Linked DNA regions of Mus musculus: regions 1, 2, 3, 5 and 6 are each linked to region 4. The links are chromatin contacts, called in public promoter capture Hi-C and targeted proximity ligation maps. All regions are on one chromosome and are shown on one strand. The core of a region is the stretch at or near the end of the contact, and the rest is flanking DNA. Distances in the headings are between cores, read along the strand shown.

Region 1 (4,921 bases), core at 984-3,483, 2.4 Mb before region 4:
GAGTTGGGGGGAGGAAAGAGGGAAGTGATGATAATTACATTTTAATTAAAAATGGGGGGAAAGGCCAAGGGTCCTCAAAAGAAGAAATACAAATGGCCAATGAATATTTTCAAAAGTCTTCAACATCCTTAGTGACCAGAGAATGCAAATGAAAATTACTCTGAGATTCCATCAAAGTATGACTAGCATCAAGAAAACAAATGACACCACATGATGGCTAGGGTGAAGCAAAAAAGGAATCCGTGTCAGGGTGGGTTGAAGTGTAAACTGATGTAGCCATTATAGTGTAGCTGCAAAACAGAACTACTGTGTATCCCAGGTATACACTCAGGTATTCACCTAAAGGCGTCCACACCCTACTATGGAGATGCTTGCTCTGCCATACTTATAGTAGCTCTAGTCACAATTACAAGGAAATGAAATCAGTCTATATTTCCATCAACAGATAAATAACAACAGTACTTATATACACTGGGATTTTACTCACCCATATAGAAAAATGAAATTTTCCCAAAAACTGATAGAACTGGAAGACATTTAGGCTTAAAAAAGCAAACACATTCTCTCTCATGTTTGGATTTTAGTGTATATATGTGAGTGCTTGTTGACACTAGGAAACTAAAAAGGGGCCCAGGAAGAACAAAGGAAACTTTGTAAGGGTGAGGAGTGGGCATGGTTCTAGAACACATTTGATAAGGAATGAGGGACACTGGGAAAGGGCTTAAGTAGGGGATCCAAGCTGGGCCATGGAGGAGAGGTCAGGGCTGGAGGAGGTTCAGCAAAAACTAAGCATGTATGAAAAGGGCACAAGGAAACCTACTGCTTTGTAAACTATCAAAGTACAATTGAAAAAAATGTCTTATACTGAAAACAAATAACAACGCAAGCACCTTAGTCTATAAGGTGTAAGGCTTAAAATTCAATGAATACTAATTTAAGTAACCTCCTGTGAAAAGTAAGACTGGTCACGAATTTTTAGTCATTTAAACACTACAAAATGACATATCAAAAAAAAAAAAAAAAGCACAGTTCTGTTAGAATTCCCCCACTCCTGAGCCTTAAAATTTCAGCATTCAAGTTGGAATTTACTCTGGATTTTTATAACATTTTCTTCTTGGTCAGTGCTTAACAGTACAATTTTCTGTACCATTAAGTACAGATGGTAACTGTCCTTATGAGAAAGATCCAATGTGGCCAATGTGGTTAAAATCTCCTTGGGTTTGGATCATTTTATCATTTAATAATCTTCCTTAATTGTCATACATACTGAGGTTTGGGTAGGAAAAAAACAAACAAACAAGGTATTTAGATTCAAGATTTTTGAGTCCAAGATTCGGAGCTATGTGGCCTGACAGACACTCAACTGTTGGGGTTGACTCAGTGACTGAGTGCTTAATGGTTTTGAAAAAGACCCCAGTTTAGTTTACAGTACACATGACAGCTCACAACAGCCTGAAACTCCCGTTCTAGGGACTCCAACGCTTTATTCTAGCCTTCGTGGGCTCACAAATGTTGTACATATAGTCATGCTAGTTCACACATGCACATTTTAAAATCTCAACTGATTTGCATATCTAACTACATGGGAGAATATGGGTGTTTCCTCCATACAGTGATGAGGTCATATTTAATAATGGAGTGCATCTGTGAGGCCATGATTCAGTGTGCTCAAATTATAAGGACGGCTGTTTCTATTCTCTCAATGGCCTTTGGCATAAACAAGCTTACAATCTTGAGGTGGTGTGTCAGCTCTAGCCTACATTAAAATCATACTTAAATTGAAGCCCAGGGCTTAAATTTCTGAAGGAATAAGCCCCTTTCTAAATTCATGGCTCTGAGGTGTCCTGCTTATTTTCAAACTCTTAACAAGAGGGTCGGGGGAGGGCGTGTGCTTCAGGAGGTATCTTGTAAGCAAAGGCCACAGACGTTCTTTCTCGAGGGATCTTGAGACTGATCGTTCAGGGGCCACATGTTGAAAACACACCGTAAGGGACAAAAGCCATCTCCTATAGCTTCTCTTTTGGTAGAAGCCGGGCTACCTACTAGAAAAAGGAAAGGATTCATGTGTGCTCTTTTACCACACCGAAAAACCTAAACAGCTCAGGAATCTTTGAATCGGTTCCTGAGGCGCCAAGCTGCCGGACAGTCGCCCACGCTCCGGGTCAACTGACGCCGGCTCCACCTGCGCCCGGTGTCACACGCTCGTCGGAGGTTTCCGCCTCTCCACTTGTCCACACCGAAGCTCCGAGACGATCGGCCACACTCGCTCGGTGACAGCACCGGAGACCACGCTTGCCTTCTGAGGTTCCCGGGCCGGAAGTGCGCTCTGCTCCCGCCCCCGCCGGCGGATCCGGAAGTGGGGGTCGGCAAGCGGCGCGCCGCCCTCCGCGGGGCCCCCGGGCACGATGCTTCGCGGCGCGCGCAGCCACCTCCCGGCCTCGGTAGCGCCCGCCGCGGTCCTGGCTGCGGCGCTGCTCTCGTCGTTCGCGCGCTGCTCTCTCCCGGGGCGCGGCGACCCGGTGGCTTCGGTGCTCAGCCCCTACTTCGGCACGAAGACACGCTACGAAGATGCCAACCCCTGGCTGCTGGTCGATCCGGTGGCGCCGCGGCGGGACCCGGAGCTGCTGGCGGGGACCTGCACCCCGGTGCAGCTGGTCGCCCTCATCCGTCACGGCACCCGCTACCCTACGACCAAGCAGATCCGCAAGCTGAAGCAGCTGCAGGGGCTGCTGCAGACCCGCGAGTCCCGGGATGGCGGGAGCCAAGTGGCCGCCGCGCTGGCCGAGTGGCCGCTGTGGTACGGTGACTGGATGGACGGGCAGCTGGTGGAGAAGGGGCGGCAGGACATGCGACAGCTGGCCCTGCGTCTGGCTGCCCTCTTCCCAGACCTCTTCAGCCGGGAGAACTACGACCGCCTGCGGCTGATCACCAGCTCCAAGCACCGCTGTGTGGACAGCAGCGCCGCCTTCCTCCAGGGGTTGTGGCAGCATTACCACCCAGGACTGCCACCTCCCGACGTCTCAGGTGACAGCGCGCTCCGCCTTCCCTAGACTGCGGACTCCCTCATCCAGCCTCCCCTCGTGTCCCTTTTTGTCACCTCCCTTTCCCGCTTGCGTTCTCGGGACCCAGGATGTGGACTTGGTTGTCTCTGTTGTTTTAGTAATACGCTTGTCCATTCACTCATCAGGTGTGAATTCCTAGCATTTTCTGCGCAAGAGTGCAGTAGGGGACGCTGGAGACCCAGCTAGAAGGAGGGGAAAGAAAGTATCGCTTCTCGTTTTACATTCCACATTCCCAAATCGCGTTATCCCCCCGAGTGCCAACCTAGCTTCTTTTCCCTTCCTGGCAAGTAGTTTAACACCTGGGCGCACTTAATAATATAGAACTTTCTTCCTCCCAAACTGCTTGTGAGAATTGGGAGTTTTGTTGTTTTGTTTTTTTGACACAGGGTTTCTCAGCCCTGGTTGTCCTGGACTCGCTTTGTAGGCTATGCTGGCTTCACAGAGATCCACCTGCCTCTGCCTCCTGAGGGCTGGGATCACAGGACTTTTGGCTTTTTTGTTGTTGTTGTTGTTAACAACATCTTTTCCTGTGTTTCGACATTTACAAGGATTTTTTAGGAAGCTGCTCCTCAAAGCCTCTTTAAGCCTTACTTAGGGTTAGGGTACCCTGTTTCGTTCTTGTGTTTGCTGTAGTTTCCCTTGTTGTAGCTGTGGTCCGTAGTCACATGTATATTACCTCACCTACTTATTCCATTATTATACGGCTTCGGGATTTCGGGGCACAAGTAGTGGAATCCTCATTTCACAGGTGAAGAAGCCAAGAGTGTGTCCCCTTCATCACCCTTATATAGTGGTGAACTAGTCAGGCCCAGTATCCAGATTTGTGGCTTTTCTAGAGTGGTGAGTTTTCCTTCGGAAAATGTTTTAGCTGTTGCGGCAAACGGTAACGCTTTCTGTGTGCCGAGCATCCTGTACACTGGGCACTTAACACTGCTTTATGAAGTTGCTAAGTGTGTCCCCTGCCAATCTCACGCACAAGAAATGAAGCAAAAGGTACCAAATAATTTGCAGATTTTCATACAGTTAGACAAGGACCTAGGGAATCTTATATAGAGCTTGCTCTCAACGCTATGCATACGGCTTCCCTGTAAGATAACTTGAAGAAAATAGCGTGGGGGTTAGGAGTGGATAAGTGTTAGCAACTGCTTATCAGTTTGAGCCTCAGAGAACTGAAGCAAGGACATTAGCCGACAAAGACTCAAACAACAGAAAAATTCAGTTTCCCATTTCTCCCCTAATACTTAAAAACCTCTTAGAGATTTCCACATGGTTGTGTGTTGTGTTACTAATTTGAATAACTCAACTGGCTGATGTATGTATGTATGTATGCTTATTTGTTGAGTATGCTTTTTAATTATGGCTACTTTTTTTTTCTCATTAGATTGAGTGAACATCTTCCTAAATCCATTCAAATGAACTTGAGTGTCAAAACTAGAACATTTAAAGTAGCACAACAGGGCTGCTGAGATGGCTCAGCAGGTTCAGGGGCTTGCAGCCACGCCTGACGCCCTGTGTCGGGTCCCTGGGTGCATGTTGTGAAAGGGAGAACTGAGTCATGCTAGTTGCACACTAAATGAACACCAATAAATCTCTTTTTTTCCAATTTTTTATTAGATATTTTCTTCATTTACATTTCATATACTATCCGGAAAGTCCCTTATACCCTCCCCCCGCCCTGCTCCCCTACCCACTCACTCCCTCTTCTTTGTCCTGGTGTTCCCCTGTACTGGGGCATATAAAGTTTGCAAGACCAATGGGCCTCTCTTCCCAATGATGGCCAACTAGGCCATCCTCTGCTACATATGCAGCTAGAGACATGAACTCTGGGGGTACTGGTTAGTTCATATTGTTGTTCCACC
Region 2 (4,897 bases), core at 60-2,559, 2.2 Mb before region 4:
ATTAACATTGACTCTAGGCAGATTTAAGACTACTCTGGGTCTAGGCAGAGGTTGATGGTGGTAGCAGCAGCTAAATTTGAGTGAAGAGGTAGCCCACAGAATGGGAGGATATCTTTGTCAACTGACTGACTGAGGATTAATATCCAGAATATATAAAGAACTCCAAAAACTGTGGCTGACACCTTTAATCTTGGCACCTGGGACGTAGAGGCAAGCAGATCTCCAAATTGGAGACCAGCCTGGTCTTCAGAGTTCCAGGACAGCCAGGGCTACGCAGAGAAGACTTATCTCAAAAAACAAAAAAACAAAACCAAAAACAAAACAAAAAAAAAAAAGACCACTGCTCATCATATCCAAAAGTGACTTCGAAATCCTGAAATGAAACGGAAACGTTCTGCTGTGTGGACAGTGAATGGAAATATTTTATACAGTCTCCACAGATGAGGTACATACCCATCTATCATTCATAAAGCACTGATATATCTGCAAATTGGCTGCAAATGTGGAGAATGTATTTCAATTTTGCATAGACGCTAATTTTAACAAAATATACACATTGCTGTATATCACTAAGAAACACCACTAGACCGGTGTTAATTCAGAATTATCTTTAAACGCATATCATTTTAAATCTTTTCCTGTTTAGCTCTGGTTTCAGTGTGGATACCCTATCTCTGAGCAACTACTAACGTTTTTACTGCAGTATTCCCTAAGTCACTGCAGTGTGCTCCAAATGGTCTCTCAACTCAAAGTCCCAGCAATTCTGTGCCTATCAAGGCCCTACAGTCGCAGACTGTGACAATGAATTCCTGCCAGGCTTCGCGGAGAGGGCAGGTCATTATTAACATCAGCATGTTCTGGGAAAGCATGGCCAGCACTGAAGAAACACCTCCGCCTTTGCACAAAGAGGGAGGAGGAGAGGGGCCGGCACGAGCGGACCGGCTCCTTCCAGCCGCCTTCTTACAAGCCTAGCCCTGAGGTCGCCCTGAGCGCCCCCGATCCTCCAATGACCAGGCCGCCTACAAGAGATGTCCTTGCGGGCAGCCGGAGTCTCCCGCCAGCGCTGAGACCTGAGGGCTCGCGCCCGGCCGGGCGCCAAGGCGAGGCCCCGGACGCCCTTGGAGGTTAATCCGCTGGATCCGGGGCGGCGCTCAAGTGTGACCGACGCGGAGGCAGGTGACTACCGGGCTGGTCTCCCCAGGTGAGCGCCAGGCCCTGGGGGACCGGGAGGGATGGGGGACGCACCTGGCCCGGCCCCGCGGGAACCCGCTACTCACCCAGAGGCAGGACCAGAGACGATGGGAGAGCCGTAGCCCGGCCTCGCACAGGAAAGAAACGCGGCCGGGGAGAGAACGCTTCCGGGGGCTGGAGCCCCGCCCCCCACCGCACGGAGCATGCGCGATCCCTGCCGAGCCGGTGGCGTGCCAGCCAAGGCATGGCGACGCAGTGCGGGGCGAGCTACTTTCCCCAACCTACACCTTAGTACCCGCTGGGCCGATAACATTCAGAAAGGTAGATAGGATGAACAGGGTGCTCCCCAAAGGGCTCTGAGTTCAACTTGAGAGACTCAGAAACTGAATTGGGAAAGACGCTTGACACATGAAATCCCTTGCTACTCTGGAGCTGTACGCAACCCTGACAGAGGAGCCTTTTACAGAAGGCAAAGAAATGCTTCCCTGGTTTGATAAACTTCCACCACCACCACCACCCCCCATCCCCGCAGCAAGTCCTCATGATGCTGCTCAGACGCGCATGGCCTCACCATCTGCCTTTCGGTTTCTAGGGTGAGCTCACCCTCCTCCCCCATCTCTGTACTGATGACACCTGGAGGCGGCGCCTGAGAATCCACTGAACGCTTGAGCAGCCAGGCAGACCAGGGAGGTCTGGCAGTTGGGTCAGAATAGGGCATCTGGTGACAGGTTTTGCATATTGATGACTTTTTTTTTTAACCCCTTCCTCTTGCGAAGTGAGGGACGTGACACCAAGATTCCAAGGAACCGTATCTGAAAGCCAGCCCCTTCTGAATGTATATACACTACTAAGGAACAAGAATAAGTAGACACACTGCCCATAAACAAAAGGAGCATCATCACTTCAAATAAAGGCAGTGGGACTATGAAGGAATAAGACAGACTTCTTAAGACCTTTTTATATTCCTGGAGGAGGCAGTTTGTTTCGCTCTGTTTTCAGGATTATCTTTTAAGGCTAAAGAATTCTACAGCCAAGCTGGGATTGGTGTCACATGCCTGTTTTCCTAGCATTTGGGGTGGCTATGCAAGGAGGATTGCTTTATACCCTGGACCACATAAGTAACACACTGCTTCCTCCCTCTGCTGACAGTTATATTAGTAAATGATGTTGTTAATAGCTGTGGAGAGACACAGCCCAGAAGTGCTGCCAGAGCCTGGAAAGTTCCTTGTTAAAGGACTTTACTGGAGTTCGATAGAAGAACACAATAGATGGAATGAATCAATATTAAAAAGAGTTTGGTTTTTTTGTTTTAATTTTAGACTGGTTTACCCAGCACAGTCTTGAATGGTCCAACAATGGCTGTCCTGGTAGCTTCGCAGTGCTGGAGGTAACATGCCTCAGCAGTCCAACAAGACCACAAGGCTTTAAGGATTCCTGGAGAGCCACGACTAGTCTTTAGTCTGTGGAAGAACCTGGATTCTGATCTCAGTGGATGAGGCCAGAGGCAGCAACATCAACAATGGCAGAAACACTAGGTAACTCACCAGCACGTGACAAAGCAAGCAAACTGAATACAAATCCCTGGGATTCCCTTATGTGTAGGCCAATATCTGGGCTGCCCAAGTTTAGAATGAGCCTATCAGTTAGCCTAGTCAAGAGAATCCCTCACAAGTATTCCTAGTAGCTTCTAGACCTTGTCAGTTCTGTTCGTTGACAGTACCACCATCACTGTCACTGGGTCCTCCCCTCAGGTAAAGTCAGATCCTTGGCTATGCATCATCATGATCAACAACAACAACAACAACACACACAAAGAGTTAAGACAAAGTGGGTTTATTAAGTAAAGATAGGTGATAACACTTCTGGTCTAAGCTTGGGGACATGGGAGGTTTATAAGATAGTACAAATGATCAAGATAAATGTGGCTGCTTCTTTCCTTTCCAGTGGATTGCCTATCTCTGCTGTACCCAATGTTTTAATTTAGGAAATTTCTTGCATCTGGGCCTTAAAAGATCACATTACTGCCAGGTGGTGGTGGCGCATGCCTTTAATTCTAACACTTGGGAAGCAGAGGCAGGCGGATTTCTGAGTTTGAGGCCAGCCTGGTCTACAGAGTGAGTTCCAGGCCAGCCTGGTCTACAGAGTGAGTTCCAGGACAGCCAGAGCTACACAGAGAAACCCTGTCTCGAAAAAAAAAAAAAAAAATCAAATTACTGCCCAAAGGACACTCCATCCTACCACAAGGACAATTGACCAACTGTGTCCATAGCAACTTTGCTCATCAGAGCCAGAAACTGGAAACAAACTAGATGTCTCTCAACATTAGAATGGATAAAGAAAATGTGGTACAGGCTGGAGAGATGGCTCAGCCTTTAGGAGCACTGACTGCTCTAACAGAGGTCCTGAGTTCAATTCCCAGTACCCACATGGTGGCTCACAACCATCTGTAATGCTGTAATGGGATCCGATGCCATCTTCTATAGTGTCTGAGGACAGTGACTGTGTACTCACATACATAAAATAAATAAAATCTTAAAAAAAGAAAATGTGGTACATTTACACAATGAAGTATTACTGAGCTGTTTGAAAAATGACACCATGGAATTTGCAGGCATATGGATGGAACTAGGAAAAAAAAAATTATCCTGAGTGAGCTAACCCAGACCCAGGAAGACAAACATGGTATGTACTCACTTATAAGCAGGAATTACCTGTTTGTAAAAGATAACCATGCTATAATCCACAGGCCCAGAGAGGCAAGGTGATAAGCAGAGATCAGGGGGTTGGGTCCCATGCATCTACCTGGAAAGGTAAAATAGATTCTGTGAACAGACTGGGGGAAGGAGAGGATGAGAACAGGAAGGATCAGACGGGGGGGGGGGGGGGGGGGTGGGAGGCGGTACTGGGAGAGATAACTGGAATTTGGGGGCAACTAGCAGTGTGATACAGAAACCTACTGCAGTGGAAACTCCCTGGAATCTACGAGGGTGATCCTAGTGAAGACTCCTGGTAATGGGGGACCCAGAGCCTAAACCAGCCATCTTCTGTAACCTGGTAGTGGTACTGGGACACCAACACAGTCACAAAACCTTCAACTTACAATTTGTCCTGCCCTGAAACACATTCTAGGAGAATGGTGGTGTAGAACATGTGGGAGTGGCCAACTTGCCACCCATGTCACCACAAGATGGAGCTCAAGCCTAACAACTGCCCGCAGATGGCCAGGAACCAGAGGCTGGACAGCCCAGAGACCTAGGATAGAACCAAAGCCAGACTGGCAAAAAAAGAAGAGGAAGAGAAGGAGGAGGAGGAGACGACGACCAAAAACACATCTCTGAGATAGTTCCTAATGATATTCTGCATGTTCATAGATTACTAACTAACTCAATTACCATCAGAGAGGCTTCATCCAGCAACTGATGGGAGCAGATGCAGAGACCCACAGCAAATATTAAGCAGAGCTCAGGGAAATCCCAGAAGGGATGGGGCAAGGATCATAGGAAACAGAGGGGTTGAGGATACCATGAGAGCATGGCCCACAGAATCAACTAGGCAGGGCTCATAGGGACTAAGAGAGACTGAAGTGACAAACATGGATGCTGTATGGGTCTGAGCTAGGTCCTATGCATATATGTTATAGCTATGTAACTTGGCATTCTTGTGGTAGTCCTGACAGTGGTGGTGAGAGGTGTCTGACTCATCTTCT
Region 3 (4,559 bases), core at 1,509-4,008, 2.5 Mb after region 4:
AGGGGAAATAAATGAATTTCTTTGCACCAACTCTTGTTTGCAGGGCTTTGTGTATGTGTGTGTGTCTGTGCATTTAGCAAGCAGCAGACCTGGTAAGTCAGATAATGATAATTTTTATTATCTCCATTTTACTACAAGGAAACCCAAACTGTGAAATGTTAAGTATTTTCCTTCAGGTACCAAGGATATATTTACTTTGTCTGTAAATATATATAAATGTCTTACAAGAGACTGGAAAACCAGCGAGGGGTGTAGATGGTAGAGTGCTGGTCTAGCACAAAGAAGCCTTGGGTCTGATGCCCAGTCCAGTATAAATAGGTATGGTGGTAAACACCTGTGATCTCAGCACGGGGGAGGTGGACGCAGTATGATCAAAGCCATCCTCAGCTAGCCAGTGAGCTGGAGGCTAGCCTGAGCTACATAAAACCCATCTCAAAAAACCCCAAAACAATGTGAAGAAGGACCCAGATGAAGTTTACACTCAGGTAGGAAAAAAAAAAAAACCACAACATAATTATAAAGTGTAGTGTTAAAGAAGCAAATAGCAAGTTCCTTTAGACAGGATGGTCAAGTTTTGTTTTTTCTAGGGTCTCTTGTAGTCCAGCCTGGCTTGAATTTGCTAATCCAAACCCTGAGACTGAGATTACAAGCTTGTTCAACCAACCCAGTAAAAAACAAACAAACAAACAAACAACCCCACCAAGCCATGGGGGCTGGTGAGATGGCTCAGTGGTTAACAGCACTGACTGCTCTTCCAAAGGTGCTGAGTTCAAATCCCAGCAACCACATGGTGGCTCACAATCACCCGTAATGAGATCTGACGCTCTCTTCTGGTGCGTCTGAAGTCAGCTACAGTGTACTTATGTGTAATAATAAATACATAAAAACAAAACAAAAAAACCACCCAAACAAACAAAACAGTCTTTAAAAACCAGAAACTGACAGAAAAATGAGAATGAGGAAGGCATCCAAAGTGCCAATGGACTAGAGTTCCACTGAGGCGCTGGCACTCGTAGTACAAGGGGAGACAGAGAACAGGGTAAACACCACCTTAGAATAGTGGTCTGCATGAATGACCCTTTCACAGGGGCCAAGCAAGCCCATCGGAAAACACAGGAATGGTAAGACCTTTTGCATCTAATTCCAAAAGATTAAAAAAAAAAAAAAAAAAAAAAAAAAAGACAAAAAGACAAAAATCATGGGATGCAGCACTCGGGAGGCAGAGGCAAGTGGATTTCTGAGTTCGAGGCCAGCCTGGTCTACAGAGTGAGTTCCAGGACAGCCAGGGCAATACAGAGAAACCCTGTCTCGAAAAAAAAAAAAAAAAAAAACCCAAAAAAACCAACAACAACAAAAAAAATCATGGGCTGGAGAGATGGATAAGAGCTGTTAAGAGCACTTCCTGTTCTTCCACAGGACCTGAATTCAGGTCCTAGCGCCCACTGTAGGTGGTTCACAACTGACTTTTTAACTACAGTTCCAGGGCATTCAATGCCATCTTCTGTCCAAGGGCACCACCACACACTTGGAGGACACACACACAGACACACTACCCCACACATAAATAAATAATCTTAAGCCACACCCCTCAAAAAAAAAAAAAAAAAAAAGCAAACAAGAAACCAGCCAGGACTGGTAGCTCATTCTTTCAATACCAGTATGCAGAAGGCAGGAAGATCATTGAGGATTCTCACAGGGCCAGCCTTGTGTTCAGAAAGATATCTTGTTTAAAACAAACGAATAAATAGCAAATGATGGACATAACACAGTTTGATACTAAACTGGAAATGTATGAAATGGACGCTTGAACTCCTGATCTTTCTGCCTCTGTCCCTATATGTGTTTGGTTTGCTTTTTAAAGGATATTTGCTGAGTGAATGCAGTAGCAGGGAGGAGAAAAAAAGGGTAGCAGTAGGAACATCGAAGGAAGTCATTCAGGGACGAGATTCAAAGTCTTGGAGGAAGGTGATTGCAGAGGAAGGGTCTGGTTAAAAACACGTGTTGAAGTGAGAAAGACTGGCCGGAGGCAAGGGTATAAAGATGTTCAATATGTTCACTTTGTGGGACATTTTGAGATAGCAGTGAGTCTCTGGGGCTAGCTTTTGTTTTGTTTTTGTTTGTTTGTTTTTGGAGACAGCGTTTCTCTGTGCAACCAGCCCTGGCCGTCCTGGCCTCGCTTTATAGATCAGGCTGGTCTGGAACTCGGAGAGCTCCTCTGCCACTCCTGCCTCCGAGAGTAGTTTACCAGTAGACAGTTGGCTTTGCTTAATCCAGAGGACCAGGGATCTGGAGTGCGGAAGGCGGGTATTTGGCGAGGTCGGCGGCGCTTTCTCTGATCCTCGCTAAGTTACATCGGAGAGGCTAAACCGCATTTAAGATCCCGCGAAACAGAAAAAGCAGCTCCGGAAACCCGATGAGGCGGAGGACTCGGCTTTTCTGTTTCCCCGGTCCCCACCTACACCTTAAACGGCCGAGTTGTTCGTCACCTCTCTACGGAAAGCGAGAAGCCTCGGAGGGCGGTAAGGACCCAGCGAATGCGGCGATGTAGGCGTCCCAGGCCCCAGAAGCCCGCCAGCGGCAGCACTGAAAGCTTGCACAGTGAACTTCGGACTACAGGAGCCAGCCTGCACCGCCATCCATTTCTTCGGGTCACGCCCCGTCGTCACCACAGTGACGACACGGCGTCCCATGATGCCTCGCGTGCCGCTCTGCTATTGGTCCGGTCAGTCGTCTCCATTTTTCAAAATTGAGGCGCGGAATCGTTGCTGATTTCGGAGCAGAGGAGGAGGTTCGTCCTGTCCGGCTTTTGCGGGGCGGCGGCCACGGCCAAGAGGCCTGCGTGGACCTCGGGGACGCCGAGCTGCGAGTCTCGGTCCTCGTGGCCTTGGCAGCACCGGGTGAGGAGAGGCTGCTCCCGGTTCTCACTGTGTCTGAGTCTCCGCTAGGCCGGCAGGTTTTGGCTCGACCGTCATGGCGTCCCAGCCGAGTTCTTTGAAGAAGAAAGAGGAAAAGGGCAGGAACATCCAGGTGGTGGTGAGATGCAGGTAAGGAGAGGCTGGGACGAGTCCGGACGCGGAGGCTTAGCTTTTGGGCTAGCCGTTCCGGAGAGCGATTTGTTTACCTTTCTGAAGGACACCAAGTCATCGGTTTCTGGGGCTCCCCGTGTTTTGTTCGGTAAACATGCTACCACGTTTAGTTCTAAATTAGGGTTTGTCTCGGGGGGGGGGGGGATGTTGGTGTTGGTTAAAGTTAAGCTGCAGTCACAAAGAATTTGATGGTTGCTCTTCGCTGAAAAGTGCGTTCCCTTTTAAAAGCCAATGTCGCCGAAAATTTAGCTGTCATTGCTCTGTGCTACCCCGTCCGAGTTGTCAGTTTGGGAATAAAGCTTCCTACTTACTTTGCATGTAGTTTGGCGCTCACCTTGGGGTTATTTCCACTTCGGAAAGACTAATAGTTCTTTATTCTGTGTGTTTGGTCCAATAGATGAAAGTAGGTTTGCTTTTAAAAGGGAACGCACTTTTCAGCGAAGAGCAACCATCAAATTCACCTCTAATAACCAAGTAGACATTGCTGAATTTAAGCTAAGCTGTAAAATGAGTTTATGAAACTCACGAGCTAATGAAAGTACATGGCTAAGGTGCAGCATCTTTTCTCTTTCTCATTTTTCTTCTTCTTCTTTTTTTTTTTTTTGGTTTTTCGAGACAGGGTTTCTCTCTCCTTCTTTCTTTCTTTCTTTCTTTCTTTCTTTCTTTTATCTGCCTTTGTTCATTGACCAAAAGACAAAATTGAGAGGAGGGAGGGTGTGGGGTTCAGCTCTCCCCGACTGACATCCAAATAACTTACCCAGAGTTTTTAATTTTTTTGAATTTTTGTGATGTTACCGAGGTTGGTCTGGAACTATATGTTAGCGTACTTTACTGTCTCAGCCTCTCGGTCGTTTAGCTGGGATTGCTGGGTGACAAGTGTGTGCCACTGTGTCTGCCTTTTTTTTTTTTTTCCTGAGACTGGCCTCAAACTCCGACTAGCTCCCTGCCTTAGTTCTGAGTTCTGGAGTTATAAGCAATTCAAGTTTCAGCTACCAGACCCAAGTTTTTAAACTAGGTGACGTGTGTGTGTGTGTGTGTGTGTGTGTGTGTGTGTGTGTGTGTGTGAGCAACTCTAGGCTTGCCAAAGATACTTAATTGCTGAACTCTGGAGTTTTAGTTACTTAATTTGGAACTTTCATTTTAATCAACAGGAAAGCAGACACACTTAAGAATTTAGGAAAAAAAAAATTAGGCAGATTTAGGCAGGCAGTTGTGGGGCACACCTCTAATCCCAGCATGTTTTACAGATCGAGTTTCAAGACAACCAGGGCTACAAAGAGAAACTCTGCCTCAAAAAATTTTTATTTTTAATAATGGGTATATATTCAGGTGTTTGCACACATACGTGAGTGCTTGTGGAGAGCAGAAGAGAGCACCACCTCTAAGGCCAGAGTTACAGGTGGTTGTGAGTCACCCCCAGGTGTGGGGGCTAGAAACAGAACTCAAGGTCTCTAGAAGAACAAGAAGTGTTCT
Region 4 (4,784 bases), core at 1,463-3,962:
GAGGAATACCAAGAGTTTCAGGCCAGCCTGGGGTTGTATCACAAAACACTGTCTTGAAAATACCAAAAGAGGCCAGAGAGACAGCTCAGTAGGTAAGGGCCCTTGTCACCAAGCCGGTCAATGTGAGTTTGATGACCCGAGTGTGATCACGTGTCAGGAGAGACCAGCTCTTCAAAGTTGTCCTCTGACCTCCTGGACTGCCGAGCACGCTCGCATCCACATACCCACCACCACACAGTAAGTGTTAGAAAATGGGAAAAAAAAAAAAAAACACTAAAAGAAAGGTCTTCAAACCAGTGACTGCCTATCTACCATCCCACCCCCAACTCACCACGTAGCTCAGGCTGGTCTCAGGCTAGGGAGTCTCCTTACTCAGACTCCCCAACTTTTCTCTTAGAGTCTAGTTACTGTTGTTGAAAACTATAATAAACTCTTTAAGATGGAGATCAGAGAAATAAATAAAATGTGGACTCAGGGAAATAAAACAAACGAAATAAGACACGGGTATCAGCCAATCTCAAGTTCATAAAATAATTTTCCTAGAAACTATAAAAAGTATGTAAAACAAAAACAAACAAACAAACAAAAAACGCAGATGCTTAATAACCGTCTAACAGCCATGGCCAAATCAAATCTGCTGGGCAATTCCCAAACTCCACACAACATTAACATTGCAAAATGTAAGCACTGGATTCACCCAGACGTGTTAAAGCGGTTCCCAACGTTTTAGAAACGAATGCATTGCAGAAAGGCTATGAAAACTATGAACAGAAAGATAAAAATTATAAGCAAAGACAGGCGAAGGAGTTATGCTGTTTTCCAAACATCAACCTTTTACAGAAATTGAAGCCCAATTTAATCATTTCCCAACCCAGAACAGTTAATTGATATGCAACAGGTACCCGTTTGAATCCGATCGCTCACTACCGTGGACTCTACTTACTTTGCTTTCTGCCATTTACAAGCTTCATTAAAGACACCCACAAAGAGGTAACCAGTTGAATGGAGTTAGGCTCAGATAAGGAAAAAAAACAACAACAACAAAACAAAACAAAACAAAACAACTCGTAATCTCTACCTACAAACTGACATCCCAGAATGTCAGGTGGGGAAGGTACCCTTTACAGTCTACCATTATATATACAAGTCTCAGGTTGTGAAACAACGCACTTTTTGGAGTTGTACAATTACAAACACTCAACTCGACCCACTCCAAGGGGAGGGGGGGAATCCACCTGCAATCCTCATTGGTCCACACCGTTCCGGCCCACATGGTGTCAGTGGGTGTTTCCCTCTACACCAGCCGTCTCACTGGCTGTGTGGAAACACTGTTTAATAGGCTGTGATTTGGGGGATTGTCAAACTCCACGCCTCCTTAAGCTTGCCAATGGGCCCTAGATACTGGCGGTTACTCTGCGATTCAAAGGGCAAACTGGTAGCCTGAGATGCACGCCCCAAAAGATGTGCTCGGAGAAGGGAGCAGTGAGCCCCGGGCTGTGCCAGCCCGCCCTCCTCCTAGTCCCAGACCCAAGATCAGTCGGGTTGTTTGCCCCACGGCCACCAATAACAGCGGGCAGTGCGTTCTCCCAGCCGCTACGGTGACCGAGGGAGCAGCTCCAGCTAGTGTCTGACCGACCCAGTAGGCGGATCGGACTAGACAGGCGCCACCGCGGGCCGCCACCTTGGACGCCCGACGCCTCTAGGGAGGACGCAGTCCAGAGCGGCACTCTGTCGCCCCCCTCGACCGCGGGCACCGGCGCTTCCCTGCCGGCAGGACTTACGCGGCCTGTTCTTCCTCCCGGAGTCCATCCTCCTCCGCAGCCGGCATTTCTTGGCCGGAGAATCATGCTGGGCGAACAGCGGCTGCGGCTGCAGCTCGGACGGGAGCTGGAAGCGTGGGGCCGGCGGGTCGCGGCTGCTGGCGGCCGACGGGTGGAAGCCGTTGTGCAGCAGCCCGTTCACGGCGGCCGCGGCGCCCTCGGGGGCCCCCGGGGACTGCAGGGCCGCGCGCTCGTGTTGCGCGCCGCGGTCGCCCATGCCCGGGACCGGCGGAGCGGTGCGCGGGCTCCGGCTCTGGCAGCCTCGCTGGAGGTCACGGTCGGCCGTTCCCCGATCTTCCGATCCACCCTGGGGCTTGCTCTCCCGCAGCCTCGGCGCCGCGGTCGGGAGCTGGTGGCCCCGGCGCTCCTCCCCTCCTCCCGTCGGCGTCCCCACGTCTTCGGCGAGCTGGGCCCCGCGCACCGGGCTTGCTGCTCTCGCCCGCAGCGTGTCGGCATCGCGCGCAGCTGCGGGAACCTCGGTGGACCCCGGCCGGGGAGCCCGCCTCCCCCTCATCCCAAGGCCGAGCCACTTCAAATGCGGCTTCCTCGCCTCCCAGACCTGTCCCCGCCACTGAGCATGCCCAGTCCTACCCGCCACCGCCACCGACGAGTTTCAACGTGCGGAATGAAGTTCTCGGGGTTTGCGAAGAGGAGATAGGCGGATGGGGCTTTGTGTGGCGGAGCGAGCCTAAAGGGTACTGGGTGAGGTAGGCACGAGACAGCCAGAAGCCTCGGGAGGAATGCCGGAGGAAGCCAGATATTTGCAGAGGTTTCAGGTTTGCTAATCCTATCCCCAGTGGGCTAGTACCTTCACAAGGTCACCCATGCTACATCCCCGCCCCACGAAAGTGTGTGAGCAGGCGCGCGTGCGTTAATGTGACCAAACTACTCCCAGGTCTGAAGGGAGGGAAGAGAACAATTATTTATAGAGAGGTAGGCAGCCTTGGAGAAGGAGGGGAGTGAAATTCCTTGGTTGGCACACTCACACAAACAGCATGTGTTCTCGAGTTGTCGTTTGCAGAGAGGAAACCTAGGAAGAGAGAGAAAGGACAGTGAAGGACAAAACTAGGCAGGAATAACCGGTGCTAGAAGAAACCAAGTAAACAGAACCGATCCCAAGCTATAAAAAGCGCATTCCTCACCCAGAAAAGACCGGCAGGGGACAATGCCCTGTTCTGTTATTTATGAAATAAAAAGTTGCCTTGGTTATGAGAAGGGGAACCAGCACCATGATAGCCCTCAGAGTTAGCCCCCAGTTCCCAGTTCCGATTCCCACTGACACTGAGCAAAAGACAAAGTCAGTACTTAACACACCTGTTATAGGCAGTGCCCAGCAAGCGGGACACATTTGGGTATTGGGGACTTCTTGAGGCCTTAGCTTTTGTGTCTGTCCAAAGGGGACTCTTGTGTGTCACAAAAGTACCTAATATAACCTTTGCACATAATAAATGCCCACAAGAGTCTAATGTAGACATTAAAGTCAGGCTGGGGATATAACAGTCAGACACTTCTTATCATGGGATTCTGTCCCTACGAAGGAATAGAGAGAACATAACGGCAGGCTATTGTTTCCAATGACTATGAATACAGCGGGCAGAGGCCAGGCCCCTCACTGAATTTGCACATCACCAAGCTCAAACTAAGCTCTTTGACCCTCTGAAAACATCTGTATTAAAGAGGTGAGAACCGAAGTCTCCAAAGGCCAGCTTCAACAACTTGAACTTCCCTCTACCTTAATCCTAGCAAAAGTGACCTGTGATTAGCCTACCCACCCCTTGAACTAAATCCTCCATGGGTCCAAAACTGGCATTAGCTGTGCCCGGGGTTTACATTTGGTTTGAGGATTTCTTCTGGCAGAGCCCTTCCCAAAATCAACAGGTTCAGAATCAATGAGGCCACTCTGTTTCATCCACCTGTCATTTCAAATCAGGAAACCAAGGCACAGAGACATAACTGAGACTAAGACCAAAACTAGAACTTAATCCCTGTTTCCCTGCTTCCTTGGGCTTATATGATTTGAGAAATTGCCTTAGGTAATCCAGCCTCAGCCCATCTGATTTTTGTCCAGTTCTGTACAACTTGCTCCTTCAGGCTTATAATCTCTCCCTATTCCTATAACCCTTTATACCTCCTTCTTCTGGCTACAAAATACACATAGCCTACCTAGTAACACAGCCCTGCATCCCAACTACTCGGGAGGCTAAACCTCCTGAGGAGGAAGACCTCAAATTGAAGTCCTGCCTTAACTACTTAGTTCAAGTCAGTTTTCGTTACGTAATGAAACCCTGTCTCAAAAAAAAAAAAAAAAAAATGCTGGAGAGATGCTGGAGATGTCTAGCATTTGGCTAGCATAAGGCTCTAGGTTCAGTCCCTAGTACTGTTAAAGTAAAATGCATGTGTTCCCTTATATCTTCATGATCATAGTAATGGGACATCAAAGATGAAGTGGAATAATATAAATGTGCAGTCACATTCCACTTGGTCCCTGTGTCTCCCCACTGCTCCGATAAGCAGTTAAGTGTGCCTTGCATACTCTGTTAAGGCTCACCAGCATTGTATTCTGAGGAAGCTCTGGATGCTCACTTGAAACTAAACAAGGGACTGTGATCTTAGGGCTTCTCACTTCATGTGGTAAATTTACTAAAAAAAGCTTCCATTGCCACGTCTCAATAAGCAAATTCTCACAGATCTGAGCCGAGTAGATTGGCACTGTAGTGACTTCAAGGACACCTCCTCCAGCTTGATTTCACAGGCGTGGTGAGGGAGGCCTGAGCCAAGTGGCTCAGACCCAGTCAGGGCAGAAGTCCTGGTACAGAAAGTCTCTCACCTACTTCCCTTTCAAGCACAAGCCAGGTGACATCCCACAGGTTTATTCACGGGTATGTGTGGGTGGTGAACATGAGCCATCATGTGCTCCAGGAGAGCTAGAACAGTAAGGAGAAGGGAGAGCCACAATCCTCTTCT
Region 5 (4,729 bases), core at 1,696-4,195, 2.0 Mb after region 4:
CCTTCCTGGCCCTGACTGACCTTCTTCTCTCTTCTCCCAAGTGCATTCTAGCTGCCTCTTAGGAAGAAAGAGGTTGTAGGCTTGGAGAAGGTGGGGCAGAGCCTTTGAGTCCACCTGGAGAACTGTCTCCAGTCCAGCGGTTCCCTCTAACTCACTGCTGTCCCTTCTAATATCTGATGGCAAGGCTGCAGGTACTGGGTCTGGCCAGGCCCATGTTCCTTAGCTCTGGGTAGCCAAATAGAGGGGCGTTCACACCCCTTACTAAGCACAAGCACCTTAGTCTTAACCCCTCCAACCACCATCACAGATCCCAAAGCACAATCTCTGGTAATCTGTCAAGCACTTGAGCCTGGCCAAGGTCCTGGCTTTGTAAGGGGGCAGCTCCCTCGCATTGAGAGGTCTTATAGGCAGGGACCATTGGTTCCAAGAACTTCAAGAGGTGGCTCTGGCTCAGGGACTGAGTGGAGCTGGTATCAAATCAGGGGAGTAAGGCAGAGTGTGTTTCTACAGCCACTATAAACTGGGGATATACATGGATCCTCAAGAAATGTATAGGTCTAGTAGTCAGTGCCATGCTTCTCAAAGTCAGCATGCCATAGAATTATAAATGTATTTCATTATAGAACACTGACCTAGAAGCTGGTGGGATCTGGTATCATAAGTGCTATAATGCACTAGATTTCTTTTCAATTCCATTATGTGTAACTTCAGACAACCATACTGTCAAAAATTGTGAACTAGTGTTATTTTCCCCACTCCACAGTTGAGGAATTAAGATACAGAAATTAAGTAACTCGTTCAAGGCTATGCTGTTAACAAAAGGAGTCATCAGAAATGGAGGTTTAGCTCAGAGTCGCACTGTGCCTAGCATGAGCCAGTCCCTGGACTCATCGGCTTAATGAGTAGGGTTGAGTGCTTATTCGGCAGTCATTTGGTTCAGTGCTGTGTGTTCCCATCTAGTCCCTACCAACTCCATCAGCACCATTATTTTCTTCACTTCCCAGATGTAGAAATGAAACTTAGTGATATTATAAAAGTTCTTTGGACACATAGTTGTTATGTGTTATGAGAAAGGACTTAAAAATGAGCCAGTTCAGCCAGGGTGGTGGTGGTGGTGGTGGCACACCACACTTTTAAATCCAGCACACACGAGGCAGAGGCAGGAGGTCAGGGCCAGGTTGGTCTACAGAGGGAGTGCCAGGACAGGCAGGGCTACACAGAGTAATTCTGTCTTTAAAAAACAAAAACCAAACCAACACAAAATGAAATCAAAGTCAGTAGTTAAGAGCACATGACTGGTCCAGAGTGCCTGAGTTCAATTCTCTCAGGAAGCTCCAACCACCTGTAACTTCAGCTCCAGGAATTTTAGATAGTCTCTGGCCCCCTGGCCTCTGTAGGCAGAAGCTACACACATACACATTTTTTAAAAATCTATTGCCTTTGGGGAAAAAAACCAAGTTGATAACAATAGGCCTTTCCTCTCTTCAAAGCTTTAGACTATATATATATGTATATATATATATATGTGTGTGTGTGTGTGTATACATACATATATATGTGTGTGTGTATATATGTGTATATATATATATATATATATACATATATATAGTTTTATTTATATGAGTACACTGTCCCTCTCCTCAGACACACCAGAAGAGAGCATCAGATCCCATTACAAATGGTTGTGAGCCACCATGTAGTTGCTGGGAATTGAACTCAGGACCTCTGGAAGAACAGCCAGCATTCTTAACTGTTGAGCCATCTCTCCAGCCCTGGACCTATATTTTTTGATACTAGGGAAAACATATAGAAAATGTAAACTAGATCATTTCTCTTGCTCAAAACACTCTTCTATACTTCGTATAGAACCCAAATCCTGGGCTTCTAGCCCCACCGTGGAAAAACATCACACTACTTTATAGCTTTGCCTTGTAATGTAAGGGGTAATGTTAGTCACCTGTGCAATACTTTAGCAAGTACTTAGTTCATCTTTTCCTATACAGATCTATTTTACAGTTCACCAAGTTCTTGTGAACTTTCCTGGGTTCATGACATCCCTCCCCACCTTCCACAACCTTTTACAGTGCTTCTCATCATACAGATGACAAGCAGACTCAAAGCCTGAGACATAACTTCTAAATAGGTAACAAGAAGCTAGTGGGCATGTTTTATAAGGAAGGGCGACAGGACAGGTGCTTTTGATGATTAATCTGTCAGTGGCCTATAAACTGGGCTTGCCGAAACTAGAGAAATACTAGTTTGACTACTGGCATTAAAAACAAATTCTAAGGCTATGGTAGTTTACAGAGGAGTGTTTGGCAGTGGAGGGACGGAAGGAGGAAAAGACGGGAAGAAGGGTGATAGGCCTAGGCAAAATCATTAGCAGTCCCTTCACCATTTATGCAGAACTTAATGGTAAATAATAGTAAACACACACTTGAGCCTCCTCCCACCCTCTTCCTCGCGGAACCACACTGCAAATTCTTGGCCCGGAGATTGCTTTGTAGCCCAGACTGACCCCCAATTTCACAATCTGCTGCCTCAGCCTCCCAGGTGCTAGGATTATAGGCCTGCACCACCCTAGCCAGCCCTCGGCAGTGTTTCCTTCTTGACTTCATCCCGCCCACAGCATCGCGACCTGGGCCGGAGTCTCCTTTCTCCAGTTTGTTCCTGTTTGGAAGCCGCCTAGCTGGGTAGTAGGGTCAGGATGGAGAGAGCACTTAGAGACCGAGGTTTGGAACTTTCGGAACTTTAGCTAGGTGATCTTTATCGCTCTCTGGAAGATCAAGACCTCTTTCCGTTTCTCCCATTAATCTTAAAGACTGGGAGCCGGGCTCCCGATCCACGCTGCCAACCCGCTCCCACTGCCGCGGGGCGCTGCTACATTCCGCTCGCCGGCAGGGAGTGGGGATGGGGGGGGGGGGAAAACGTGCCGGTGACGTCACTTCCGGCGTGCAGACGCTAAGTCCGGCGTGCCGGCGTCTGCGTCAGCAGAGAGCGGGGCTGGGGGCACCCGGTTTGAAGTGGTGCGGGTCAGAGCGGCGCCGCCTCCGCCCGTGTGTGGGACCCTGGTCGCTGCGGAGACGAGCTCCGGTGGCCGGCACATGCCGGAAGGCCCGTGCGGGCCGCTCCACGCCGCGCCGCCTGCCGCCCTGCGCCCGGCGGCCTGGGCCTGCGCCGCTCTGCTCGGGAAACGAACGCCGGAGCGGCGCGGCGTGTAGCTCCCTGAGAGTTCCGAACCGCCGGCGCCGGCCATGGCGGTCTCCAGGTGGGTGTCGCCGCCCGTCAGCTAACGGGGAGCGCGCGCGGGCGGGCGGGCGAGGCTGTCGGTCGGCTCCCGGCGCGACGGTGCGGGGCGTGAGCGCTGCTTCTCGTTCGCTCGCCCAGACTTCCGAGGCTTCCCTCGGCTGGCAGGCGCTTTGGGCTCGGGTTACCCGGAGAAGTCGGCTCACGAAGCGCTTTTTCTCCTGGTTAAATGTGACTCGGCGCGTTCGATCTGGCTTTTTTTTTTTTTTCTTTTTTCCTTTTTTCTTTTTTCTTCACCACGTTGCTCCTCTTTGGTTTCTCTTCCCTCTTTGAATTTCTAGGCGAGTTTCTTTTCTTTTTCTTTCGTAGTATCAAAGTCTGTTCCCAAACCACCATTTCACGGCAAAACTTGGTAGTAACTGTCGATGGAGGCGGGGGTTGAAACACTGTTATCTAAGAGACCATCTGGTTATGCTAAATTTTAAAAAAAATTTACAGCGTAACGGGTATAGTCTTGCTCACTTTTTTCTTGAGGTCTAATTCCTCCTTTTTGTTAAGCAGTAAGTATTCTGTCAATCAGCGTGTGGTCTTAAGCAGATGACTATTTTAGCATCTTTCCCCAAGCGTTATCACAGATCTTAAATTATTGTAAAATTTTGCCCACGTGGAAGAGTCTGGGAAAATTATGGAAAGACGTATAAACATTTAACTTGTGTAGCTTCTGATGATAGAATGAGTTGAAAACTTGGAAATGATTTTGGTGTCCCGCTGACGTTTAAGTCGTCGGGATGGTCTCTCCGTGTTTAGTCATTAAGAGTTACCAAAGTCCTTTAGGGATGATGAGATAATGAGAATTGAGTCCTTTCACCAAATGGACTGAGGGAGATAAATGACGAAAATAAACAGCTTTCACTAATTTTTCGAAATTAGTTGAACACATTCCTTTATGCACACTCTTATAAGGAAGGAGTAACCCAAGTCACACACTCCCTAGGTAACTGATGAAATAGTGTGTGGGAGAATCCCATGGGAGCTGAGTGAAGGGAGTTGCTAGGTACTGGTAGTAGGGACAGCTAATTTTTATTTCATAAGCAGACTTAGTGGGAGAAAGACTCTTATTTCAGCACCTATGAAACTGCTTTAAGAGAATACAAGTGGCATTTATTTCTGCAAGTACAGATAGATTTATCTTATAATTTATCTTCCATGTAAATGCATAAATATATACACCAGAAATATGTTGGTACATGAGCATGAGATTTAAAGTCTCTTTTCTGTCTTCTCTTTCTTCTTTGAGACAAGGGGCTCATGTAGCCCAGGCTAGCCTCGAACTCAGAAGGAGCTTTGGTTCTGGGATTAGAGATGTGGTGTTACCTGGCCTTCTCAGGGTTTTTTAATTTAAGGGAATTAGTACTTCCTTTCGTGAAGTAGGTTTATATTTGTACAATGTTGGAAAGCGTTATAGAGGCAAAATGATAGTGCT
Region 6 (4,311 bases), core at 759-3,258, 2.1 Mb before region 4:
AAGTCCCCTGGGAAAAGAACAATAAGGAAGAAAACTCTACCTACATTGGAGTTGATGTCATTTTTTTTTTCCCTCCAAGCTCAAGGTGATCGCTTGCTTTGTGGCTGGTTGGTGGGGGAGGAGGGGCTGTACGCTAGTTATCAGCATTTCTGAACCAGCTCTCTCAACCGCGACAGGTCAGCCAATCCCGGCAGTAAGCTTTTACTTGACAGGTTTGTTCTGGGCTGACAGCCATTGACTAGGTGCTCAGATAAGTCACTTGGCTGAGTCTACGGTAGGTGGGGCGCGCTCACCAGTTCAGGGGCAGTGACTGGAAGTTTGTTGCAACATCGGTAAGCCTAACCAGCCAGCAGCAACAGGAGATACCCTTTTGCCCCGCGAGTACAGATCTAGAAAGGGTTCACCTCATTAAGCGAAGGAGATGCGTCAATCCCCCCCACCCCCGCCCCGCGCCTCCCCCTAGGGCCCGGCCTCTTCTCCCACGGTTGGGAACGCGCGGTGTGGGCAGATCCAGAACAGGAGTCTCGTGTCCCGGCCTTCTGGCTAGCTCTATGGGTTACAAGCGAAAGGGAGGAACAGCTTGGGGACTCTCCGCGTCAGCGTGCACAAACCGGCGGCGGCCAGCAGAGAGGGGTGGCGGGGGCACGTGCTTGGATGTGGCTGCTTGTGTAACCAGCTCCCCAGGCGCTCGGCCCCGACAGCGCTCCTGCGGACGGCTCGTGGATGCTATTCTCTGCTCCGATCCGGCAAGAGAGGGGTCCAGCAGACCACACGGGAGAAGGAGGCGGGGGCGATCACCTAATAGAGCAGAGGGGACCAAGCTCCTGCCCCAGGAGCACACAGATAGGGGAATGGGAATTTGGAAAGTTCCCCAACTAGGACCACACGTGACCTCCTCCTGAAAGTAGTTCCGACCGCGGCTCATGTATCCTTCCACCTCGCCTTTGAGCCCTCCCAGGCCTGCTCGCCCCGCCCACTCGCTGGCTGCAGCTTCCGAACGTCCCATACTCCACACCCGGGCTCAGTAACCGGGTCCTCGAACATGCAAGGTCCGACAGGGTCAGAACCTGGCCATCGCGATCCAATTCTGCCGGGTTTTCATAGCGGCCACGAAGTGGGGATTGGGGGTGGGGGCTTAGCTCTTTGAAGACTGAGCTTGGCTGTGATCCGGTAGACCCACCGCTGCGGGGAGCTGCGGGTCTCATCACCGGGCGGTGGAGGGGTGTGTGTGAGGTGCACTCTATTCACGGAGACCCACTTTGTCCAACCAGGGGTGTCCTTTGGGCCCTGGAAACTCAGGGGAGATGTGAATGTACACGCCCCGTATGCACAATCATCATGCTTGGCTGGGAGCGTTCATCTTTCGGGCAAATGAACCCAGCTGCCTGGGAAGCAAGAGGCGGGGCAGGGAACCGGAGCCCGATGAGGTGACCCACGCGGGAGACACAATAGGGGTTGTTCTTTGTGCAAAGACTGACACCTTGAGGACACCGTGAGGGGGAGAGGTGTGTTATCTAGGTAAAGACTGTCGCCGACAAATCCTAGCGAAGCACTGCAATCTGACCACAGCGCAGGGCAGGGAATGAAAGCCGTTCCGAAGAAACGCAGGGACAGACGCAGGAAGGATAATCCTGCCCCTGAGGCTCCCGGAGCACCGACCAAGGCGGTCAGCTAGTGCGATCCACCTGTGAGCGGTCAGCGATTGTGCTCAGCGCACCCTCACTCGGCCCCAGCCTGTTGTACCTTTGCCGGGTCTCTCTGCGCTGAGGCCAAAGCCGGCGTAGCTCCGGGAGCGAGCCGCGGACACACTGGGCATGCTCCGCGGCGTTCCCCGCCCCTGTCCCTTCCGACGCCCCGCCCCGCCCCGCCCCGTCCCCGGCTCAGCGCCCGCCTCCCGCCCGCCTCCCGCCTCCCCTCCGGCTTTCCGAGGCGCCCTGCTCTCCCGGCGGGGCGGCGGAGGGGGCGGGCTGGCCGGCGCACGGTGATGTGGCGGGACTCTTTGTGCACTGCGGCAGGATACGCGCTTGGGCGTCGGGACGCGGCTGCGCTCAGCTCTCTCCTCTCGGAAGCTGCAGCCATGATGGAAGTTTGAGAGTTGAGCCGCTGTGAGGCCAGGCCCGGCGCAGGCGAGGGAGATGAGAGACGGCGGCGGCCACGGCCCAGAGCCCCTCTCAGCGCCTGTGAGCAGCCGCGGGGGCAGCGCCCTCGGGGAGCCGGCCGGGCGGCGGCGGCGGCAGCGGCGGCGGGCCTCGCCTCCTCGTCGTCTGTTCTAACCGGGCAGCTTCTGAGCAGCTTCGGAGAGAGACGGTGGAAGAAGCCGTGGGCTCGAGCGGGAGCCGGCGCAGGCTCGGCGGCTGCACCTCCCGCTCCTGGAGCGGGGGGGAGAAGCGGCGGCGGCGGCCGCGGCTCCGGGGAGGGGGTCGGAGTCGCCTGTCACCATTGCCAGGGCTGGGAACGCCGGAGAGTTGCTCTCTCCCCTTCTCCTGCCTCCAACACGGCGGCGGCGGCGGCGGCACGTCCAGGGACCCGGGCCGGTGTTAAGCCTCCCGTCCGCCGCCGCCGCACCCCCCCTGGCCCGGGCTCCGGAGGCCGCCGGAGGAGGCAGCCGCTGCGAGGATTATCCGTCTTCTCCCCATTCCGCTGCCTCGGCTGCCAGGCCTCTGGCTGCTGAGGAGAAGCAGGCCCAGTCTCTGCAACCATCCAGCAGCCGCCGCAGCAGCCATTACCCGGCTGCGGTCCAGGGCCAAGCGGCAGCAGAGCGAGGGGCATCAGCGACCGCCAAGTCCAGAGCCATTTCCATCCTGCAGAAGAAGCCTCGCCACCAGCAGCTTCTGCCATCTCTCTCCTCCTTTTTCTTCAGCCACAGGCTCCCAGACATGACAGCCATCATCAAAGAGATCGTTAGCAGAAACAAAAGGAGATATCAAGAGGATGGATTCGACTTAGACTTGACCTGTATCCATTTCTGCGGCTGTTCCTCTTTGCTTTTCTGTCACTCTGATAACGTGGGAGTAGACGGATGCGAAAAATTTCTGTAGTTGGGGTGACTATAACGTTTAATTCTGGGCGCATTTCTAGATCGTGCATATTGTGTCTCTTCCAGTGTATTCAACCTAGGGAGTGTTCGGCTAGACGGAACTCATGCCTCCTTGCAAGTGTCAAGGCACGGATTGTTTTCTTGTCGAGCTCTGTGGTCTCTTCTTAAAATCTATTGTCCGGTAATACAGAGTACTGTACACTGGATTAGCGAGCTCGTCAATCCAGCCTTCTAAATGAACTAAAAAAAAAAAAAAAAATAGACGCTTTGGGTTGTGCATATTTCGATTAGATCGTGACTTGGGCCCTAGATCTAGGGTGTAGATGAGATTAAAATGAAAGTCCGTGCTGCACGTAGGCATGTTGCCTCAGAATCTTGCAGTGATTGTTTTTAGTTTCCTGGGTTGCATTGGAAGATTTTTCTGAAATGTGACTTGTGGACTGATTTGCATAACTTTATAAGCATAGTCATCGTCAGCATGGACGGTGCACATTTGAGGGTAGAAGTAGTTTTGTGTGTTTAAACCGACGTAATTACAAATTTGGAGCCTGCATTTGGAAGTTTTGTAGTTTAAAATCAATAGTGCCAGAATATATATCATTGGAGCTTTTAATAGAACTTTGTTAAATTAGACTTTCTTTCCTGATGAGATGTGGGATAGGATATGAAATTTGCATTTCAGTGGTATGTTCCATTCATTTGACCTCGCCACACTTGATAGAATGGAGATCGAATAGTTTTTGATCCCAGATGATGATGTCTGTGAGTCCAGGGATGCTTGCTGTGTGTGGCAAATGACTGCAGAGGTTAAACTCAGTTCTCACATGAAATTTAAGTAGTAGCGTGAATTCGCTGCTCATATTTTTTGTTTCAGGTGCTCTGACTCGTTGGCTTATCAGTGGGTTTTAGCCTGATTTGTGCAGAACGTCAAGTATAATTTAGCCCGCTAATATCCAGACAAACTGGCAGGAATGGATCACTGGCTCCAGATTGTAGGTATGCTAGCTCTCTGCATGCAGTAATTTACTGAGTCAGCTTGTTGAATAAGACAGAAACCCAAGAATTTTAACGTTGTATAGTTCTGATTGTCTAAAAGTTAGGCCTTTGTACTTCAAAAGTTCGTGGTTTAAAGCATTTATCTTTGCAGTTTCAGGTATGGTGCTGGTTATGATCAGGGGTAGGAAAGAGAGCCCTCCTCTTTTGCAGAGTGGGAAGTGTTGACAGAAATTGAGAGCTTTGGGGAGGCCAGTGTGCAAGGTGTGCGAAAACACAAG

What was found. Promoter capture Hi-C pulls out the DNA fragments that hold promoters and counts their contacts.
Region 1: a contact with region 4 is called in a promoter capture Hi-C map of pre-B cells, with 2.9 times the contacts expected there. A contact is called at or near these places in 2 of 39 promoter capture datasets (hippocampal neurons and pre-B cells) and 1 of 130 datasets of targeted methods (astrocytes).
Region 2: a targeted proximity ligation map of astrocytes shows a contact between it and region 4, with 4 times the contacts expected there. A contact is called at or near these places in 1 of 39 promoter capture datasets (pre-B cells) and 2 of 130 datasets of targeted methods (astrocytes and embryonic stem cells).
Region 3: a promoter capture Hi-C map of hippocampal neurons shows a contact between it and region 4, with 3 times the contacts expected there. A contact is called at or near these places in 2 of 39 promoter capture datasets (hippocampal neurons and pre-B cells) and 1 of 130 datasets of targeted methods (astrocytes).
Region 5: a promoter capture Hi-C map of liver shows a contact between it and region 4, with 2.9 times the contacts expected there. A contact is called at or near these places in 3 of 39 promoter capture datasets (the C10 cell line, cranial neural crest and liver) and 2 of 130 datasets of targeted methods (astrocytes and embryonic stem cells).
Region 6: a contact with region 4 is called in a promoter capture Hi-C map of liver, with 4 times the contacts expected there. A contact is called at or near these places in 6 of 39 promoter capture datasets (cranial neural crest, hippocampal neurons, liver and 2 more), 1 of 484 Hi-C or Micro-C datasets (pre-B cells) and 2 of 130 datasets of targeted methods (astrocytes and embryonic stem cells).

What each region holds. Positions count from the first base shown.
Region 1 is chr19:32,483,536-32,488,456 of GRCm38.p6, forward strand. Minpp1 (multiple inositol polyphosphate histidine phosphatase 1) reads left to right here and starts at 2,234. Exons shown (of 5, transcript NM_010799.2): 1 at 2,234-3,024. The coding sequence starts at 2,406.
Region 2 is chr19:32,710,989-32,715,885 of GRCm38.p6, forward strand. It overlaps Atad1 (ATPase family, AAA domain containing 1), which reads right to left and starts at 1,310. Exons shown (of 10, transcript NM_026487.3): 1 at 1,278-1,310.
Region 3 is chr19:37,373,624-37,378,182 of GRCm38.p6, forward strand. Kif11 (kinesin family member 11) reads left to right here and starts at 2,759. Exons shown (of 22, transcript NM_010615.2): 1 at 2,759-3,044. The coding sequence starts at 2,971.
Region 4 is chr19:34,876,743-34,881,526 of GRCm38.p6, forward strand. It overlaps Pank1 (pantothenate kinase 1), which reads right to left and starts at 2,713. Exons shown (of 7, transcript NM_001114339.2): 1 at 1,782-2,713. The coding sequence starts at 2,334.
Region 5 is chr19:36,923,134-36,927,862 of GRCm38.p6, forward strand. It overlaps Btaf1 (B-TFIID TATA-box binding protein associated factor 1), which reads left to right and starts at 2,946. Exons shown (of 38, transcript NM_001080706.1): 1 at 2,946-3,268. The coding sequence starts at 3,255.
Region 6 is chr19:32,755,569-32,759,879 of GRCm38.p6, forward strand. Pten (phosphatase and tensin homolog) reads left to right here and starts at 2,009. Exons shown (of 9, transcript NM_008960.2): 1 at 2,009-2,955. The coding sequence starts at 2,877. It also overlaps the pseudogene Gm36566.